Regions from separate parts of the Sus scrofa genome. Here all the other regions are linked to region 2. The links are chromatin contacts, called in public HiChIP or PLAC-seq maps. All regions are on one chromosome and are shown on one strand. Each heading gives the region's core, a stretch centred on a gene start, on an enhancer-like site or on the middle of the called end of the contact. The rest is flanking DNA. Distances are from core to core; before and after follow the strand shown. Region 1 holds the start of GPRC5B (G-protein coupled receptor family C group 5 member B). Region 2 holds the start of C3H16orf62 (UPF0505 protein C16orf62 homolog). Region 3 holds the start of SMG1 (serine/threonine-protein kinase SMG1).

The links. HiChIP or PLAC-seq counts read pairs in DNA pulled down with a chosen protein or histone mark.
Region 1: a contact with region 2 is called in an H3K27ac HiChIP or PLAC-seq map of skeletal muscle, with 7 times the contacts expected there. The contact joins the promoter of GPRC5B here to the promoter of C3H16orf62 in region 2. A contact is called at or near these places in 5 of 5 promoter capture datasets (fetal liver, fetal skeletal muscle, liver and 1 more), 17 of 47 Hi-C or Micro-C datasets (alveolar macrophages, embryonic fibroblasts, epiblast stem cells and 10 more) and 2 of 2 datasets of contacts at active chromatin or transcription factors (alveolar macrophages and skeletal muscle).
Region 3: a contact with region 2 is called in an H3K27ac HiChIP or PLAC-seq map of alveolar macrophages. The contact joins the promoter of SMG1 here to the promoter of C3H16orf62 in region 2. A contact is called at or near these places in 1 of 5 promoter capture datasets (liver) and 1 of 2 datasets of contacts at active chromatin or transcription factors (alveolar macrophages).

The regions. Positions count from the first base shown.
Region 1 is chr3:25,868,154-25,871,621 of Sscrofa11.1, forward strand. It overlaps GPRC5B (G-protein coupled receptor family C group 5 member B), which reads left to right and starts at 2,216. Exons shown (of 4, transcript XM_021086531.1): 1 at 2,216-2,402.
Region 2 is chr3:26,156,021-26,159,264 of Sscrofa11.1, forward strand. C3H16orf62 (UPF0505 protein C16orf62 homolog) reads right to left here and starts at 1,317. Exons shown (of 31, transcript XM_021086527.1): 1 at 940-1,317. The coding sequence starts at 1,028.
Region 3 is chr3:26,651,529-26,655,153 of Sscrofa11.1, forward strand. SMG1 (serine/threonine-protein kinase SMG1) reads left to right here and starts at 2,291. Exons shown (of 63, transcript XM_021086548.1): 1 at 2,291-2,738. The coding sequence starts at 2,650.

The DNA of each region.
Region 1 (3,468 bases), core at 966-3,465, 290 kb before region 2:
AAAGTTCAGTTCTGCAGTCAAATGAGTCACATACCATGTACTCCATAGCCACATGGGGCTGGTGGCTACCATACTGGACAGCACAGAGAGAACCTTCTGAAGCATCAGTGTAGAAAGTTCTTATTGCGCTGAGATTCAGTCTGGGGTGGGGAGACAGACACTGCCACACTTAATTACACACCCTGACATTTGTCAGTGGAAAAGCCACAGGCAGTGCTCTTGTCATTCTGCAGGTGAGGAACAGAGCCAGGAAAGCCTCTGTTTTTCATCAGCTCAAAGTGGACTGAGCATTTGAGGCTAGAGATCAGGGGGGACCTCCGGGGACATGCAACTTGTCAGTGATGACACCTGACCTTGGAGAAAATGACACTAGTTTAGCCCTGGTTGAGAGAAAGGACCTCGGCGAGATCCTAGCTTCATCGAGTGTATGACTGTGGGCAGGTCATTAAACCCTCAGTGTCTCCATTTGCAAGGAGTAGTGAATAACAGAGTAAAAAAAAAAAAAAAAAAAAAAAAGCAGTGAATAACAGAGTAAATAAATAACAGAATAACAGAGTAAAGGGTTGCTGGGAGCATTAAATATTTTAAAGAAAGTAAAGCAATTAGAATAGCGCCTGGCTCACAGTGAGCATAAGCTATCATGACGCAGATAATGGGTCCTTGGGTCCCTGAACTTTTGAGTGGGAGATAATAGCCTCCTTCATTTTCACCCTTTGCTTCCCAAAGTATCATCACCCAAAGATAAACTGATCATCACATCCAGGGTTCCTCTGTACAATGGGCTAGGGAAAGGAATATAACTGCAACTGTAATATTAATCAATTCACAGGAACAGCTTTCCCACGCCAGCTGATGGCTTGGAAAAGTGAATTTACTCAGGATTACAGAAGGAAAGAAAGGAATCTCGGCGTCAGTTCCACTAGACACCACAAGGGGGCGGTACCCATCCATGTTCCAGTTTTCCAGTTCCCGGACTCTGAGGAGGGGTCGTCTCGCAAATGTCTAAAGATCGTCTCCTGAGTGCCAGACCCTATTCCAGGCGCTGAGGATACGTCAGCCAATAAAACCGGGAATTTTTTGGTTTCGTGGTACTTCTCCATTTTTCCTTAAACTTAAGATGAGTTGTTTGGAAAGATGCAGGTCCGAATGGTACGTCGCCTGACCATAGAAAACCGCCTTGGCCTGGCCGCAGGCTCGAAGGTAGGGATGCGAATATCTGAAAGGTCAGTGCTCCCCAAAGATCAGGGTCTGCAGCTGTCCCCAGAAGGGAGTGTTATTCGGCAACCCACCTTCCTGCGTACCTCCCCCTGTTGTGTCTTGTAGGGCCAAGATGGGGGGGTGGGGTGGGGGCGTCTTATCCACAGCACAGAGGGGTCCTCAAAGTTCTGGGGACTTTGGAAGGAAGACCTGGGGAAGCTGGTCTGAAGCTGGAGAGCAGCTCCCAGGCCGGGTAGGCTCATGCTGACCTCGGACAGGAGCCAGACTCTGTGTCGAGGTCCCAGCCGCCCTGAACCACTTTCTTCGAGCAGGTCCCGTGGCTACCCCATGGGCGCGCGTCCCTCCTGTGCCCTGAGCGTCTGCGGAGTGCCAGGTGTGTGCGCAGGGAGATCGTGGACGAATGCGTGTGATGTGTGTGGCGGCGGTGGTGGGATCCTGAGCATGGACCCATGTGAGGAGTACTCCGTGGACGTTCGAGTATGTTTGGGGGCGGCCAAGGACGCGGGTGTAGGGCTCAGGATACGTGAAGGGACAAGAGTCCTTTGGGAGGGGCGAGGATTTAGAGTGTGCCCAGGCGGGAAGGGGCTGCCTGGTTGGATACTGGGGCATTTGTGACTTTGGAAGGAGCGCGGCGGAATCCTCTCTGCGCCCCGGCTCTTGCTGGGATATAGTGGGGAAGTCTCTGTTTAGGAAGCCACGTAGGAGAATGTGCTGAGCTGGGGGGCTCCGTGTGTGTGTTTCCGCAAGTACATCAACCTGCGGATGTGTCCGGCATGTCCAGACTGCTTATGGGCGCACTGTGGATATGCAGGGAGTATTCTCGAATCGGGGACGCTGCAGGGGGCTCGTCTCACAGCGCCGCCGGCCAAGAGCGAGGAGCTTGAGCGGAATTCAACTGGGAACAAGCAGCCCTGCGGCGGCCCCGCCGGGGGCGGGGCTCGGAGGCTCCGGGGGGCGGAGCTCCAGGGGGCGGGCCGGCTGGAGGGGCGGGGTCGTGGCGGCTGCAGCTGCGCTGGCCGGGCCAGGGGGCGCCTCGCGCGGCAGCGGCTCCTGAGTGCGATGCAGTGAGGCCGGACAGGCTGGCGGGCGGGCGCGCGCGGGGCTGGGGCCACGGCGGCGCTGCAGAGATGTGACTAGAGCCGAGGGCCAGCGGGAGCGTCGGCGCTTCGGGGCCGCGGGGGTCGGTGAGTGCGAGCGGCGCGGGTGGGGTGGAGGCGCTGCGGGGACCCCAGAAACTTTTCCCGCCCGGACTTGGGAGGGTTGAGGTGAGGTCTGCTTCTGTGCTAAGGCCCCCCAAGGGGTTAATCTGCTGGGTGAGATGGGGGATTGGAGGGGGGGACTACAGTGCCAAGAGAGAGAGGAGCCGCAGAGGGTGGGGTGGGGGGTTGGGACCTTTCGGGGGGAGGGGTGTACCCGGACCGGGAGGAGATCCAAGTCCCTGAGGAGGGTCCTGGGGCCACCAGAGGCAAAGGTCAACTGGGAATGTAAAGGAGCCCAGCCGTGCCCGGGTGATTTGTGAGGGCAGCCGCGGGCAGGTTTGGGGGCTGCGTGGCAAGCCGGTGGGCCCTGACCACACGCAGGGCAGACGGAGCTGGGGGCACAGGGGCCGAGCTTTGGGGTTGAGCTGCCGCACCTGCCGCAGGGGCTAGGGGCCAAGCTCCCAGCCGGCCGTGGCTGCGCACTACGGGACCAAGAGGGGGACACTGCAGGCCAAAAGAGGCAGAGCTGAGACCTGGGACCGGGGGACAATTGAGGGGCAGCTGCATACAATGGCGGGGGAGAGGGGTCGGCTAGCTTTTCTGTTCCAGCCTGGCTAGAGGTGAGCCAGCCCAGTGCTGCATCCCCACCCCTTGGCGGACACGGGGTTCCAGTCCTCTGCATCCCAGGTTCCTTACTGCTTGCACCCGCCTTGGCGGGCTGGGGGTGGGGTGGGAGGGAGCTGGTTAACTAGCCAGGGAGGGGGGTGCCGACCTTGCTCCGGAGGAGGACTCTAGCACAGCCGGAAGGTTCTTTCCCTAGCTCTGTCACTCCCAGGCCTCGCCAATACCACCTCCCACCCCCCACTCCGCAACTTGTCCCCAGTTCGCTAAGGGGCGGCTCCTTGGAGCGCGGACAAAGGCCCCTGGAGCGTGGCGGGCAGCGGCGTCCCCGCCTGGGGCCCCGGGCCACGCGCCACATTGGCTGCTCAACTGCACCAGGTTGGGGGGGGGCACCTGAGCAAAGAGAGCCCTGGAGGAACTGGGGATCCTT
Region 2 (3,244 bases), core at 67-2,566:
ACCAAAAGGATGTATTTCTAAAGTCTAGGGCTGTATATTTTTTCATTTGCTCACTCATTCGTTCAATGTAAACCACTTCACATCTCTTGCAGAAAAAGATCAGAATACAATCTCCCTTCCTGAGATGTAGCAGAGAGCTCACGTCGCCAGATAATCCTACTGCTACCATCACAACTTACTCCAGTTCTTCACACGCTGGTAGAAACAGCTGGAGCCTGAAGCACCCAGCTCCTAGCTACTCCAGCCACAAAAGCCCCAACAGGCACATCAGCCTTGGCACCCGCAGTTAGTTAGCTCCTTCTAACTGGGATGAGCTTCTGTTCATCCTCCAAAACCCAATTGAAGACTCTTCCTCTCCCAAGCCTTCCCTAAGGCGCCAGGTGTGGTTGTGCCTCGTCCCGGTGCCTTCTTTGGATATCTTTCTATTCTGGGTACCTGCCCCTACTAAACTCTCAGCTCCCTTAAGCCAAAGGAGTATGTCTGAGGGCTCTGCATCCTCAGTGCCCGCTGCAAGGCGCTGCACAGAGCAGGATGCACGGCAGCCCTTTTACAGATGAGAAAAGGAAGTCTGCCCCAGCTGAACCGAGTCGTTCAGGAAATAGCCAAGTCTCCCATTCTCTGCATCCAGCGCCCCAGAACCCGCGCCGACTTCTGGAAAAGCAGAAGCTGGGGAAGTTGTTTTTTTAGGGAATGAATGGAGAAGGGAGAGTGGGAGGCCGGGGGAGGGGTAGCGGGAGAAAGAACTAAGATCCCACCCGTCCGGTTCAGGGGGTTTCTCTGAAGCCAAGTAGCGGCGGGGGATCTGAGGTCAAGACAACCCAGGGGTGCGGTGGGAGCCGCCACCAAACCCCATAGAGAGCAGTTCACACACTCCCTCGCAGAGACACACACTGAGACAGAGACCCTGCCCCTGAAGCCCACCCGCCGCTTCTTCCTTACCAGGGAAAGGTGGCCATCTTCCCAGTCACATGACAGCTAGTTCGGGGACCGCCAGCCCAATTTGCCCTTCCAGACCCCGCCCCCTCCATGCCGCCATGATTGTGAAGGGCGGACACCCTCCCTCTAAGCACGAGCTGCCCGCCCCTCTCCGGCCGCCATGATTGTGAGGGGCAGCGTCGGCCCAGTAGGCTGTCGCAGCGCTGGCCTGCGTCGGGAGTGTGAGTGGCAGGCGGCTGCCTGACCCCCCGGGACCCCCTGGAGGCGGTGAAGAATCCAGACACGCGGGGGTATCGGACGCTAACTGCGGCTGGGGGTGGAAAGGGGGTGTTTGGGACCCAGTCGGCGCGAGCTTTCGCGGCTAATTCGCAGTTTGACCCGGTAAGCCACGCCCCTTCCCCGGGCCACCGCGTCCCCCTCTGTGCACTGCGGAAGTTAGGCATTTCCGGTATCCTCCTCTTGGGTCCTTAAGGGCTTCCCTGGATCATAGTGTGACAGCTCTCAACTGGAACTAAACTGGAGAAAGCAGAGGTCACCTTTCCTCCGTCTTGGCGAAGCCCTGCGTTTCTATGAAGGTGGATGTTCATTTCCGCTGCAGAACTTCTGTGCTCCAGTGTTTTCTCTGATTAAAAAATAACTACACTGAGCACCTTGCATTCACTCTTCATGTGCTCCTCACTGCAAACCTCTGAAGTAAAAGCGATTATCACCTGTTTCGGCTGGTAGGCGCCCAGCCCGGGTTGGTTAACAGCTAATCACAAAGCAGCATCTTATCCTCACTTTTTTTGTTTCCCTTTTCAAGTGTCTTTTCTGACAAAAAAAGAGGTTGGAAAACCACATTCTTTTGAGTGTCTTTGAGGACGCCCTCCCCAGGAAAAGACAATAGAATAATACACACTTAAACCTGTAATGGAATGTGTTGTTTATCACGCTGAATCCTAGTTTCTTCATCTGTGAAATCAGGATAATTCTGACGGAAGTGAAGGGAGATACATATAAAATGGCCGGCAAATGGTCAGTACTCACTGGAAGCAGTACGTGACTAGGTAAGCTTAGATCACATCGTGCCTTCTGTGACCTTCCTGTTTTCAGAGCTCTGTCTGTCCACAGCAAGAGACTGACTCTGCAGTAGATCATAAAGTAGGGCTTCTCTCCTTTGAACTGCACAGGCTCATCTGGGGATCTTGTTCCATGCAGGGTCTGATTCAGGTCTGGGCCAGGACCTGGGCTTCTGCATTTCTTACAGGTTTCCAGGTGGCCCTGCTGCTGGTCTCTGGATACAGAAGGGACTGTGGTAGTTTTAGGTGGTAAGGGGGCGGGGTAGGGTAACTCAGGATTCATATTCAACCATGCCCACTGAATCCAAGCCCTGTACAGCATGTCTACTATGCACAGATAAGGGGAAGTTACCCTGAAACACTAAAGTTAGGGGAAGGGTGAATAAGGGATTTTCCCCACCATAGGCTGAGAAGCAGAATCACAGTTCTGGTGGCACCTTTGTCAGCCACCTCAAGAAACTGAATTTCGAACCAGAGAAACTGACCAAAATGTAATCAATTAAATAAATAAAAACGTAATATTTTACTGTCAGGCATAATTTTGGTTAGACACCATAGCTGTCCTCAGAGCTGTCTTTAGAACCTAACCAACGTGGCTCCACTGCACCGTATTCCAATCTGATTTGCTGTATTCTGTGACTGGGTCTCCTTTGGTTTGTTGTTGGGTTTTTGGTTTTTTTTTTTTTGTTTTGTTTTTGTCTTTTTTGTGGGGGGGGGGGCTTTTTTAGGGCTGCTCCCGCAGCATATGGAGATTCCCAGGCTAGAGGTCTAATCGGAGCTACAGCTGCCAGTCTATACCACAGCCACAGCAACGCCAGATCCAAGCCTCGTCTGTGACCTACACCACAGCTCATGGCAATGCCAGATTCCCCCACCCACTGAGCAAGGCTAGGGACCGAACCCACAACCTCATGGTTCCTAGTTGGATTCGTTCACCACTGAGCCATGATGGGAACTCCTGGGTCTCCTTTGGTTTTTACAATTACTTTTATAACCTGTATGTATGCACACTATGGTCTGTTAGAGCATCCAACTTCATTTGCTTATTGAATAACTATTATTCTTCACTGGGGGGAGAAGGGGGATTGTATGGGTTTGTTCACAGGACAGTGACACCTAACAGAAAAAAAAAAAAAAAAGACCTTCATCTCCAGCATGGGCCCTTGTTTTCAGCTCCGAATGATTAAGTTCCCAGTCATATTCATCATTCTCAATGTAGGACATCAATGAGAGTAAGGATGGCCTTAGGA
Region 3 (3,625 bases), core at 1,041-3,540, 500 kb after region 2:
GTCAGATTGCAGGGTGGTGGAGAGAGAGGAGATTGTAACTATTTCGATCATTTCTAATAATACACCTATTTCTCCGACCCCTACTCCCAGAGTTCCTTGAGGATAGGGATTGAGTCGGATCACTGTCCCTGTCCCCAACTGCTTGGTTAGTAGATGCTCAGTAAATTTTGCTAAAAAATGTTGAATGAAAGAATTAATCACAATTAGGCTGTACATTGAAAACATGTGAGGGAAATTCCCTCGTTCCCCCAGGGGGTTAAAGATTTGGCATTTTCACTGCTGTGGCTCTGGTTAAAGCTGTGATGTGGGTTCCACCCCTGGCCTGGGAACTTCTACATGCCACAGATATGGCACTCCCCCAAATAAAACCCCCAAACCCCAAACATATGTGTTTACTGTTTGCTTATGTCATTAGACATGAACTACAAACAAACCAAAATACCTTGTGGCAGGATTCACAATTTCTGAGAGAGAACCCTAATCTTAGGACTTGATTCAAGAGGGACTTTTCATAGGAGAGTAGGGAAGAAAGGACACCATTGGTAGGGTCCCTTTCACAAATGGTAGGATCCTTCCTCACAGCAAGTATGGGCTACCCAGGGCACATTTCAGGATGGAGTGTATAACTGTGGGATGTATCCCTCTTCACTCAGGTTATTTAAAAAAAAATTTTTTTTTTTTTTTTTTTTTACACATGTGGGTGACCATGCTGGAGTCTAAACCTAGTGAGAATTTCTGTGTTGAGTCAAATAGCACCAGTTCGTAGAAGGAGCTTCTTGTTCCCTGAATGAGTCGAATTGGGGAGGGGAGAAAAGTACATATGAAAACCTAACTTTCCATCCTTTAGAACTAGCAAGAGCCTACAGTGTTGACGGACATAAGCAAGGAGCCCAAAGTTGAAGGGGGATGCATGTGGATCACCTCATAATCTCAAGTACTTTTGTAATTTAGTAACTTTTTTTTTTTTCTGCCTTTTTCTAGGGCCGCTCCTGCGGCATATGGAGGTTCCCAGGCTAGGGGTCAAATCAGAGCTGTAACCACTGGCCTACACCAGAGCCACAGCAACGCGGGATCCGAGCTGCGTCTGCAACCTACACCACAGCTCACGGCAACGCCGGATCCTTAACCCACTGAGCAAGTCCAGGGATCAACCCCGCAACCTTATGGTTCCTACTCGGGTCCGTTAACCACTGCGCCACAACGGGAATTCCATTGGTAACCATTTTTAATCACACAAGCAATATATGGGGACTTTGCAACATAGGGAATTTGCAACATAAAATAACGTAAGACCCTTTTGACTATCCTCCAGAGTTAATTCCTGTTACCTGTTCTGTGTGTGCGTGCGTGCGTGCGTGTGTGTGTGTTTGGCTGCACCTAGGGAAGCTCCGGGGCCAGGAATGGAACCTGCACCAAGCTGTAACTGAAGCCACAGCAATGACCTACTGAGCCACATGCTAACTCCCTGTTACCTGTTTGCTGTGCAGCTTGTTGACCTTTTCTCTTTGTATATGGCATCCACTTTATGTCTAAGATGCTTTAGTGAACTCTTTGGTGGGGGCCGTGGAAACGTCGCGGCGGAGGAGAAAGTGCTCAGGTTTGGCCCCCCCCCCCCCCCCCGCCCAATGCCACGCCACCCGCAAGACTCTTTGGAAGGGAAAGTAGCTGTTAACGGTGGGAGGATTTCAGAGCGTATTTCATGTTGCAGGGGACAAAGGTTGGTGCTCGTGAGTATTCCGCTTTCTTCCTCTATTTCGTTTTTTGTAATGGTAAGACATAAATGGTCAAGGTGTCGGGAATCTACGGGCACATTTCAGGTGGAGGCTGGGTAGATGAATGTTCACCCCCTCTGTTTTTTATTTTTACTTATTGCCGTACAAGGTGAGGAACGTGGGCGCGCGTGAACTCTAAGGACATGCATGTGTGTCTGCGCGCGCCACCGCAAGGGCACCCCTGTATCTTGAGCGGAAGCCTGTTTACACCTGACTGCCCCGCCCTCTGGGGGTCAGGTGCTTTCCCGGGGGTGTATAGGAGAGCGTGCGCGTGGAGATGGTGACGGAGAACCCCCTCTCCCGTGATCCCCCGCGGCGGGGCCGGACCTCCGCGCGGTCCGCGAAGACTGGAAGCGAGCGCGGGGCGCGGAGAGGGCGGTCCACTTGCTGAGTCCGGCCCCGCCCACATGCCCCGCCCCTCGGTCCCGGCCCCGCCCCTCCACCCCGGCCCGGCGGGCGCCGGCACCGCCTCTCGCTCCCAGCATGCCGTGCGGCAGCGGCGGCGCGGCGGGCGGAGCCGGGAGGCGGGGAACCCGTGGCTGTGTGAGCGTGAGGAGCAGCCGCCACCGCCTCCTCCTCCCTGTCCTCCTCCTCCTGGGCCCCGGCGTCGCGGGCCGCGCACGGCCCTGGAAGAGACGTCGCCTCCCCTTCCTCCGCCTCCCTCTCGCCGCGCCGCTCCCGCCTCCTCGTCCTGCGCTGCGGGCTCAGGCGGAACCCGGAACGGCCGTCCGCCTCCCCCGCCCTCCGCCGCCTCCTCCTCCTTCTCGGCTTCCTCCTCAGCCCGGGGCCGGAGCGGAGTGTCGGCAGCGGCCGGTTCGGGCGGCGACTCGCGCTTCTTCGGGCGGCGGCGCTTGGCCATGTCGTGTCGGGGAAGGTAATGAGCCGCAGAGCCCCGGGGTCTCGGCTGAGCAGCGGCGGCGGCGGCGGCACCAAGTACCCGCGGAGCTGGAATGACTGGCAACCCAGGTGGGTGAGCCGGCGGCCAGCTCGCCACCCCGACCCCGGGCCTCGCCTCGGGCGGGCCGAGGCCTAGGGCCGCCGGGCTGGGAGGCGCGGCCTAGGCTCTCCACCCCCCCAGGAACCGGGCGCGGCTTCCTGGGTTCCCTCCCGCCCCGGCTGGGGAAGGAAGGCCGCTGGGAGGCGAGGCCTAAATGCTTCCCCTCTCCCTGCATTTCAGCCTCAGGGCTGGAGCCAGACCCTGGGCGCCGGGAGAAGGAACTGGCCTAGGAATTGGGTGAAGGAAGGGAACCTGGTGTTGGTTGTTTTTTTTTGTTTGTTTTTTGTTTTTTTTTACTTGCCGCCTTCCCCTTAAGTTGGTATATGAGTTGGGGGATCCTGGGAGTACAGGACCCTCTCCGCCACCCATTCACTTTCCTATCTCTCCGCCTCTCAGCCCCCACGTGAAAAGACCTCCTTAACTTTGATCTTTTCTGTGACCTCCCACGTGTTAATATTTAAAAAACAGCCACGCTCCAGGGCCTTACTCTGACTTTAGGCAGGCTCGTTGTGGGGCATGAGAGGAGATTGTGACAGTGTTAATGGGGCCAACCGACTCTGGTCCTGGAAAATGTTTCCCACAAGTGCAGGGGGCAGCTACTTTGGCGGAGAGCAGTTCATGCCTGGACACTTGAGCGGGCTTTCGCTTAGAAGAGTAAAGGGTTTGATTTCCGACAGGGGTCTCCTTGGAAATGAACATATTAAAGGGTACCGACTTTTTAAAGAAAATTAATTTTCGTTTCTTTCTGATTAATCATGGGGCAGTTGTACGTAATTTTGGACTGATTCTCATCTCTCTTACTCAATAAGTGCTTGTAATACTCAAGACTGTTTTGGAACTTAGCCCAGTGCCTAGA